Linked DNA regions of Pan troglodytes: region 1 is linked to region 2. Evidence: chromatin contacts called from public HiChIP or PLAC-seq data. All regions are on one chromosome and are shown on one strand. Each heading gives the region's core, a stretch centred on a gene start, on an enhancer-like site or on the middle of the called end of the contact. The rest is flanking DNA. Distances are from core to core; before and after follow the strand shown. Region 1 holds the start of CCNO (cyclin O). Region 2 holds the start of SLC38A9 (solute carrier family 38 member 9).

The links. HiChIP or PLAC-seq counts read pairs in DNA pulled down with a chosen protein or histone mark.
Region 1: a contact with region 2 is called in an H3K4me3 HiChIP or PLAC-seq map of stem cell-derived excitatory neurons, with 2.1 times the contacts expected there. The contact joins the promoter of CCNO here to the promoter of SLC38A9 in region 2. A contact is called at or near these places in 1 of 7 Hi-C or Micro-C datasets (stem cell-derived neural progenitor cells) and 1 of 1 datasets of contacts at active chromatin or transcription factors (stem cell-derived excitatory neurons).

What each region holds. Positions count from the first base shown.
Region 1 is chr4:59,418,354-59,422,835 of NHGRI_mPanTro3-v2.0_pri, reverse strand. CCNO (cyclin O) reads right to left here and starts at 1,585. Exons shown (of 3, transcript XM_001147153.6): 1 at 46-1,585. The coding sequence starts at 426. It overlaps LOC107974739 (a long non-coding RNA gene), which reads left to right and starts at 751. Exons shown (of 7, transcript XR_010156925.1): 1 at 751-920.
Region 2 is chr4:58,938,228-58,942,856 of NHGRI_mPanTro3-v2.0_pri, reverse strand. SLC38A9 (solute carrier family 38 member 9) reads right to left here and starts at 3,365. Exons shown (of 18, transcript XM_009449151.5): 1 at 3,158-3,365; 2 at 2,393-2,440.

The DNA of each region.
Region 1 (4,482 bases), core at 336-2,835, 480 kb before region 2:
GAGAGGAAGAGCGGCGGCGTGGAGCTGGCTCTACCAGCACCTCACTTGTGGCTGCCGTGCCAGCGCCTCCCGCGGGTGGAAGTGGCTCTCCCGCGCCTTGCGGAAGGCGTAGCAGCTCTGGCCGTAGTCGCGGAAGGTCTGTAGATCTAGCTGCGCCACGGGCTGGGCCGGGCCGGGCAGGGGGCTACCACCCCGCGCCGCAGAGGGGCTGTCTGCGCCGTCTGAGCCGGAGCTGGGGGACTCGAACAGGTCGCAAATGCCGGAGTCTCCTGGGAGCGGGCACGGGTTCAGGGGATGCAGCGGCTGCTTCCTCCGGAGGCGCGGACGCCTGCTCTTCTTCACCGGGGCGCGAAGGTTCTGGTCGTTGTCCCGCCTCCCCGCTCGGGCGGCGGGGCTCGAGGGGCTGGTGGGACAGGGGGCCACCATGATGCGGCCGGGTGGCCGCTTTACTACCTTCAACGCCCGGGCTGCGGCGGGCAGCAAACGCGCACTCGAAAGTGCGAAGGAGGCCGGGCTCAGAGGCTGGCGCGGTCCTAAGTACCTGGCCGGCTCCTTCTCTCTACCACACCCCCGGCCTCTCACTGGCTGAGCCCAGAGCGGCACCGGAGCCGCGATTTTCCGGCTGGAGAACCACTCGCCTCAGGGCGCAGGCAGCGCGTCGCCTCCGCGGCCCGCCGGGGGGAGGGGGAGCTGCAGCGCGCGCCAGGCACCCGCCTTTCGCGCCTGCGTCCTGCGTTACCTGGGCAACCGGAGCCCGGGTCGCTGCGGCAGCCCGGGTCACTGCGGAGCCCGGCGCACGGAGTAGGGCTGCGGCGGGCGCAGCCAAGCGGCTCCGCTGCGCCGGTTAAAACATTCTCCCAGGGGGCATCTCTCTGTCCTTGGCCAGATGGTCTCGACACGTGCGGGCACCTCTAACCCAGGTCGGTAATTTTGTAAAGGTCTGATCCTGAGTTCCAAACGAAAGTCGGGCTAGAATTCTGTCGACACAGGAAAAGTTTTCTTCAGTGACCCAAACAAGCAATAGTGTTAATTCGGTTGCGTTTGTCGGTTTTGTTTCGGTGGGTACCGGAGTAGCCAGTGCCCTTCCTTCCGCCAGCCTCGGGGAGCAGAGCCTCAGAAGGGCCGTTTGTGCTGCGGAATAGATTGGAGCTCCACCAGCCAGCCACGGCTTTCGCGCTCAAAACAAAACGGAAAACTGCCGGATCAACCTCAGTCGGCAAGCAAGTCTGCAGGCCGTGAAGACTTTCTCCCACACTTTTCACCCCAAGCCAAGCAAGCTGGGGCTACAGCGGTTTAAGAACATTGTTGGAAAGTTGCATTTCGAGTTTGATCGAATTGCTCACAGCCTGTTCCGTTTTAGGTCATTAGCTTCTGGCCTTCTGCCCCGCCGGCAGCCCAGTCCTTGGTTTTTCCCTGCTTCCTGCGTCCGCTCCTTCAGGGTGATAAACTCAGGGAAATTAAAGCTGGAATGGGGACGCCCAGGCCGACCGGGCGTGGCAGTTTCCTCAAGGCGCCTCGGGTTTAGTCCACAGACTCCTGTCCTGGTAGAAGCTGGAGCCCTTCTGTGGCCTGAGTGAATCTTCCTGAGGGTCTCTGACCCTATAGGAGAAGGGGCTGCAGGAGCACAAGTAGCCCATAATCAACCTCACAGGCACTTAGCAACGGCAGAAAGCTCAGGTACCCTCAACCCTGGTGTTTTCCAGAGGCGAGGCTACTGGGTGCCAAACCAAGAGCAGGTTCAGCCACCTAACCTCATTCCAGAAGAAAGCTGATAAATGTGTCTGCTGAAAGTGCAAGTTTCTGTCTATGAAAATTTAGTAGATGGTGGGATGGTGTCTCCTAGAGATGCAGGTGAAAGAAAAGGAATGGATTTTGGGTTCTGACCACTGTTCCTCCTATTTCCCCATAACTCTGAGCAAGCTCTCTATTCTGCCCTAAATAATGTCATTTGGGCCGGGCGTGGTGGCTCACGACTGTAATCCCAGCACTTTGGAAGACCAGGGCAGGTGGATCACATGAGGTCAGGAGTTTGAGACCAGCCTGGCCAACATGGTGAAACCCCATCTCTACTAAAAATACAAAAATTAGCTGGGGGTGATAGCACACACCTGTAATCCCAGCTACTTGGGAGGCTGAGGCACGAGAATCGAGAATCGCCTGAACCTGGGAGGGGGAGGTTATAGTGAGCCAAGATCATGCCACTGCACTCCAGCCTGGGCAACACAGCAACACTCCGTCTCAAAAGAAAAATAAATAAATAAATAATCTCATCTCTAACATGGGAGACGAGCTAAGAAACACTGGGAGTGGTGCCAGGCCTTACTGTCTCTCAGACTATTGTTGGGAGGAGCAACATTATGGGAGGAGCAATTGAACCTGTGGAGAGGACTCAGATACCAGACTTCTTCCTAGAGAAGCTTTCTGGGTGAGAAGAAAGAATCCAGGAATTCTGATTTTTTCATATTGGCCCAGGTGGCTAGTGTGGTAAAGTGAAAAGAGCAGGAAGTCAACTCCTTTTTCCTTTTTTTTCTTTTTAAATTCTAATTATGCTTTCATCTATTTTTTTTTTCTTTTTGAGACAGAGTTTTGCTCTTGTTGCCCAGGCTGGAGTGCAATGGCATGATCTCAGCTCACCGCAACCTCTGCTTCCTGGGTTCAAGCGATTCTCCTGCCTCAGCCTCTCTAGTAGCTGGGATTACAGGCATGCGCCACCGTGCCTGGCTAATTTTGTATTTTTAGTAGAGACGGGGGTTTCTCCATATTAGGCTGGTCTTGAACTCCCAACCTCAGGTGATCCTCCCGCCTTGGCCTCCCAAAGTGCTGGGATTACAGGCGTGAGCCACCGTGCCCAGCCATCTATTTTTTTCTTTTTCTTTTTTTAAGACGGAGTCTCACTCTGTTGCCAGGCTGGAATGCAGTGGTGAGATCTGAGCTCACTGCAACCTCCGCCTCCCGAGTTCAAGTGATTCTTCTGCCTCAGCCTCCTGAGTAGCTGGGACTACAGGTGCACACCACCACACTCGGCTAATTTTTGTATTTTTAGTAGAGACCAGGTTTCACCATGTTGGCCAGGATGGTCTTGATCTCTTGACCTCGTGATCCACCTGCCTCAGCCTCCAGAAGTACTGGAATTACAGGCGTGAGCCACCATGCCTAGCCTATTTTTTCTTTTTTTTGAAAATCTAATTAGTGAAGTCAACTCCTGAGGGCAAAACTGTGGCTCTTTTATTGGTTATCTTAGGCAGGACATTTCCCCCTCTGAGTCTCCATTTCCTCATCTGTTAAATATGGATATTATTTGCCTTGAGGGTCAAGTAAAATAGATGTGAAAATTCAATGTCCTTTTTGAACGTAAAATAGTCGGGTCACCTTAAAGCTGTCATTGGGGAGTCAACAGTATTATCACACTGGAGCTATTCTTTTTGTTTGTTTGAGACGGAGTGTTGCCCTGTCCCCCAGGCTGGAGTGCAGTGGCATGATCTGGGGTCACTGCAACCTCCGCCTCCCAGGTTCAAGCGATCCTCCTGCCTCAGGCTCCTGAGTAGCTGGGATTACAGGCACCTGACATCATCCCTGGCTAATTTTTGTATTTTTGTAGCGACAGGGTCTCACCATGTTGGCCAGGCTGGTCTTGAACTCCTGACCTCAGGTGATCTGCCCGACTCGGTCTCCCAAAATGCTGCGATTACAGGCGTGAGCCACCGCGCCTGGCCACACTGGAGCTATTCTGAAAAAAAAGCACCATCATTTGATCCATCTGTGGACGTGAGACTGTCTTTGCACCACGCTGAAAATGCTTTGCACTCCCAGGGAGTTTGCCTATAGTTAGAGTCAATTCCCAACAGGTGGTGCTTGAGCTTTGGCTTGATGGATGTATTCCTCAGTCTTCTGGAATGCCTGCTGTGCCAGGTGCTGGGTCTAAAACTGTAAGACTGCACGGCCCTGCCCTCACAGAGCTGCATAGTAGTTGGGGGAACAAAGAACCACTTGTTGCACTTGTTTAAATGATTACTGCGTGGTAAAGGATTACTGATAGAGGATTTACTGGATTTAGGGTTGATAGATAAAATACAGGACCCAGGGTTAATTCGAATGTCAAATAAAAAAATGTTGAGCATTGAGTATGTCCCAAATATTGCATGGGACATATTTATAAGAAAAAACTATTCATTAGTTAGTATATAATAGCAGGGAACATATTATACTAAAAGATGATGTGTTGTTTATCTGACATTCAAATTTAACTGGGCATCCTGACATCTGGCAGCCCTGATGTCACAGAAACCCATAGTAGGAGCAATTAGCCTGGCCTGGAAAGGCTTCACAAAGCAAGTCATAGTTAACTACGACTTCCCAAAGCAAGTCTTTTATTTAAAAAATTACTTTAAGGCTGGGTGTCCTGGCTCACACCTATAATCCCAGCACTTTGGGAGGCTGAGGCAGGCCGATTGCTTGTGCTCATGAGTTTGAGACCAGCCTGGG
Region 2 (4,629 bases), core at 2,116-4,615:
TGAATCATTTACTGGTTAGCCAATAGGATCTATAATTCTCCTATTCTGATGTGACAGTTGGAACATGCTTCCAACCTGATCAATAAATGCTTCAAAAGGCGTTAAATTTGACAGTGCTGGAGGATAGTGTGGTCTCACAAAGAAATTACCAAAGCAACGCTGTGGTACCAAAGAATCTCTCCTTCTACAATGGGAACACTAAATGCTCTCAAGTTATATTTCAGTGGTAAGAAAGAAAAAACCCTAGCAAAGGACAGAAATTTAAGTATGTTATAAAATGTAGGCCTGGTAGACATTTTTAACCTCTAAGCGATTTTTTTTTTTTTAACTTTTAAGCCCATATATACTTTTTAAAAAATACTATATAGGTCCAGTGTGGTGGCTCATGCCTGTAATCCCAATGCTTTGGGAGGCTGAAGCAAGAGGATTGCTTGAACCTAGGAGTTCAAGGTAACAGTTAGCTATGATAGTGCCACTGCACTAAAGCTTGAGTATCAGAGCAAAACTCTGCCCCTAACCCCAAAAAGAAAAAAAAAAATACTAAACAATACTATTTCAATTTGTAGTTCAGGTTGGTATTCCATCCTCCTATGCTGAGTTTACCCTTTATTGTAAGTATTTAGAGTATTATAAAATCACAATTAAAAGCATATTATTTTATGTATGTAACTGAAATATATAGTATTTAAGATTGTGATTAGAAATCTAAGGCTAACTGGCTGGGCGTGTGTGGCACACGCCTGTAATCCCAGCACTTTGGGAGGCCGAGTCAGGCAGATCAAGAGGTCAGGAGATCAAGACCATCCTGGCCAACATGGTGAAACCCCATCTCTACCAAAACACACACAAAAAATTAGCCGGGTATGGTGGTGTGCACCTGTAGTCCCAGCTACTTGGGAGGCTAAGGCAGGGGAATCGCTTGAACCCGGGAGGCAGGGGTTGCAGTGAGCTGAGATTGCGCCACTGCACTCCAGCCTGGCAACAGAGCAAGATTCCATCTCAAAAAAAAAAAAAAAAGAAAAGAAAAGAAAAGGAATCTAAGTCTAACTGTTCTCAGAAGTCTAGGGGAAGGAAAGGTAAATTTTCTTTTCTTAGAAACAAAGAAACTACAGGTGACAACTTTTTTTTTTTTTTTTTTTTTTTTTTTTTTTTTTTTTTAAGACAGGATCTCCCTCTGTGGCTCAGGCTGGAGTGCAGTGGTGCAGTCTTGGCTCACTGCAACCTCCGCCTGCCGGGCTCAAGCAATTCTCCTGCCTCAGCCTCCCAAGTAGCTGGGATTACAGATGAGACGCACACCACCACACCTGGCTGATTTTTGTATTTTTAGTAGAGACAGGGTTTCACCATGTTCGCCAGGCTGGTCTTGAACTCCTAACCTCAAATGATCCGCCCACCTCAGCCTCCCAAAAGTGTTGGGATTACAGGCGTTAGCCACCGCAATCGGCCGAACCTTCTATCTTAACACGAAGTTTGTAGTTGTTTATGAGGCAGAGAGATTTTTCTCAAGTTAGGACATGGGTAATTTTGACCTATTGAAATTTTTTTGTTTAGTTTTTGTTTTTGTTTTTTTTTGAGACGGAGCCTCACTCTGTCACCAGGCTGGAGTGCGGTTGCACGATCTCAGCTCACTGCAACCTCCGCCTCCTGGGTTCAAGCGATTCTCCTGCCTCAGCCTCCTGAGTAGCTGGGACTACAGGCATGTGCCACCACACCTGGCTAATTTTGGTATTTTTTTTTAGTAGAGACGGGGTTTCACCATATTGGCCAGGATAGTCTTGATCTCTTGACCTCATGATCTGCCTGCCTCAGCCTCCCAAAGTGCTGGGATTACAGGTGTGAGCCACGGCACCTGGCCGAAACGTTTTTAAAAAATCTTTCTCCTCAGCAGCTGCCTATCCTACATATGTCAGATCTTTGTCATGTCTGAAGGTATTAAAAAGAAAAAAGAGGCTGGGCGCAGTGGCCCACGCCTGTAATCCCAGCACTTTGGGAGGCCAAGGCAGGCGGATCACTTGAGATCAGGAGTTCAAGACCAGCCTGGCCAACATGGTGAAACCCCGTTTCTACTAAAAATACAAAAATTAGCGGGGCGTGGTGGCGGGCAGCTGTAATCCTAGCTACTCAGGAGGGTGAGGCACGAGAATCGCTTGAACCAGGGAGGCGGAGGTTGCAGTGAGCCGAGATCACTCCACTGCACTCCAGCCTGGGCGACAGAGCGAGACTCTTGTCTGAAAAAAAAAAAAAAGAAAGAAAAGAAAAGAAAAAAGAAAACAAGGTGGAGGTACAACTTACAACTTATAGTGTGCTCATCTACAGAGCACGGCAATGGATAAGACACTGCCTGGGAGTCATGACAATTAGGTGTTGGTCGAGTTTGCCATTAAATGGTTACCTGGTGTTGAGTGGGTTTCTCCAACTCGGTGGACCTCAGTTTCCTTCTCTGTAAAATGAGGTGAATGCGCTTGACTAGCTGCTCTCAAACCCCTCTTCCAGCTTTACTATGCTGAGATGTCAAGCTACCCACTATCAACACACTCACTCTCACAACTGAGTCGTGTGAAAAGCGTGGCGAGGGCTTACCAGTCATGGCCCTTACCCCATCTGTGGTCCTAGCTCAAGGCCCAAAGGGGGTTCCTCCCTCATGTTCCCCCTCTAGATGTCCCCAACTCGGGATGGAGAAAGGTGCTCCCAGCCGTGATCGCGCCACCTCACTCAAGCCCAAGCGACGGAGCAAGACCCTATCTCAAGAGAGAGAAAGAAGGGTGCTCCCATTCCTGCAAGTCCCACAATTCTCTTACTCCCTCCTTCTCTCACCCGAGGGTCAGGGTGTTCATTTACCCCAACCCTATCTTTTCTCTAAGGCTCCAGCTGACACCGACTCCCATAGACACTCGGATTCCCTCAGACCCCAAGGGACTCCTGACTTTCTTTCCCTGAGCCCTTGAGGAGCGCGCGCCGTGCCTCCGGAGCAGTCTCCGCGGCTCCAGGCTATGGCCTCCCTGAGCCCCAAAAGAAGAGACGGTTCCGATGCGCTGCAAAGAACTATCCCAGGTGACAGCCGGCTTCGCCCCAACCTCAACCCTTCCCGCCGCCTTCCCTCGGATACCTTCCCACCTCCCCGAGGGGCGAGTTTGCTAGACGTGGGAACGTGATCTACCTGAGCAGGCCAAGCCTTCAACCTCGGAGAACTAGACGAGAAGATAAAGATTCCCTTCCCAAATTCTCGCAATTTGCGACCGCGGGGCTCCTAGTCCAAACAGGAAGCGGCAACAGCCTGGGTCGCAGGGGCCGGCGGGAGTTGGAGTTCTGAATGCGCCAAGCCCGCGGTCGCTGTCAAACCTCTCGCCGCTACGGACTACAACTCCCAGAGGGCTCTGCGACGGCCAGCACGCCCATCACCGCAGGGCCCAGCCCCGAGGCTTCAGGAGGCTGGGCAGCCGGCGCGCCCAGGTGGGCGAGTCCAGTCGGAACTGCAACCCCGAGTTTGCTCTAGTTCCTTGTCCCGGCTGGAGGCTGGGAGGGGTAGTAGAAAGAATGCAATCTCTTGCCATTCATAGAGCCCCGGAGGCCACGTGAGAAAACGCTGATGCGGCACCTCCATCGAGGGATCACCCCTCTTTTGGGCTTTCCTGGCGCGTGTTGTATGATCTGGTTACGACCTTGGACCCTACAGACACAAAGGGAAGCTGGTTTGAAAAAACTGTTGAGTTGGCATGCTCCCTCCGTCGTCTAGATATTTGGGTTTGTTTTTTTAAAATGTGTTTGCAAATTAGTCTCTAGGCTAAAAGGGGCTTTAGAAGGATTTTAGAGGCCCACCCCACATACCCAGCAATTTTCCCCAAAACCTCCCCAAGTAAACATACAGTCTAAGTAAAATTAATGTGCTTGTTATGAAAATCAGTTCAAGGTCAGTCCCTGAAAAGCATATGGCCACCCTAAGCTCTTCTTACAAAGGAAGCCAGTGGCTCTTTTTGTTTCTTTTTCTTTTTTCTTTTTAAACCAGAAGAAACAGTGTCTGTAATGCCAGAAAACTAAAAATTTAGGCCGGCTCCGTGGCTTATGCCTGTAATCTCAGCATTTTGAGAGGCTGAGGTGGGAGAATCACTTGAGGCCAGGAGTTGGAGACCAGTCTGGGCAACATAGGGAGACCCCATTTCTACAAAAGAATTTAAAAAATTAACTGGGCAGGGTGGCACCTGCCTGTAGTCAAGCTTACTTGGGATGCTGAGGCAGGAGGATCATTTGAGGCCAAGAGTTAAGGCTGCAGTGAGGTATGATGGTGCCACTGCACTGCAGCCTGGGTGACAGAGCAAGACCCTGTCTCAAAAACAAAACGAAACAAAACAAAAAACCTAAACTTGAAAATTCAAATTTAGGCTGGGTGCGGTGGCTCACACCTGTAATTGCAGCACTTTGGGAGGCTGAGGAGGGCAGATCACAAGGTCAGGAGTTTGAGACCAGCCTGACCAACATGGTGAAACCCATCTCTGCTAAAAATACAAAAATTAGCCAGGCGTGGTGGTGTGCACCTGTAATCCCAGCTACTCTGGAGGCTGAGGCAGGAGAATCGCTTGAATCCGGTAGGCGGAGGTTGCAATGAGCTAAGATTGTGCCACTGCACTCTGGCAT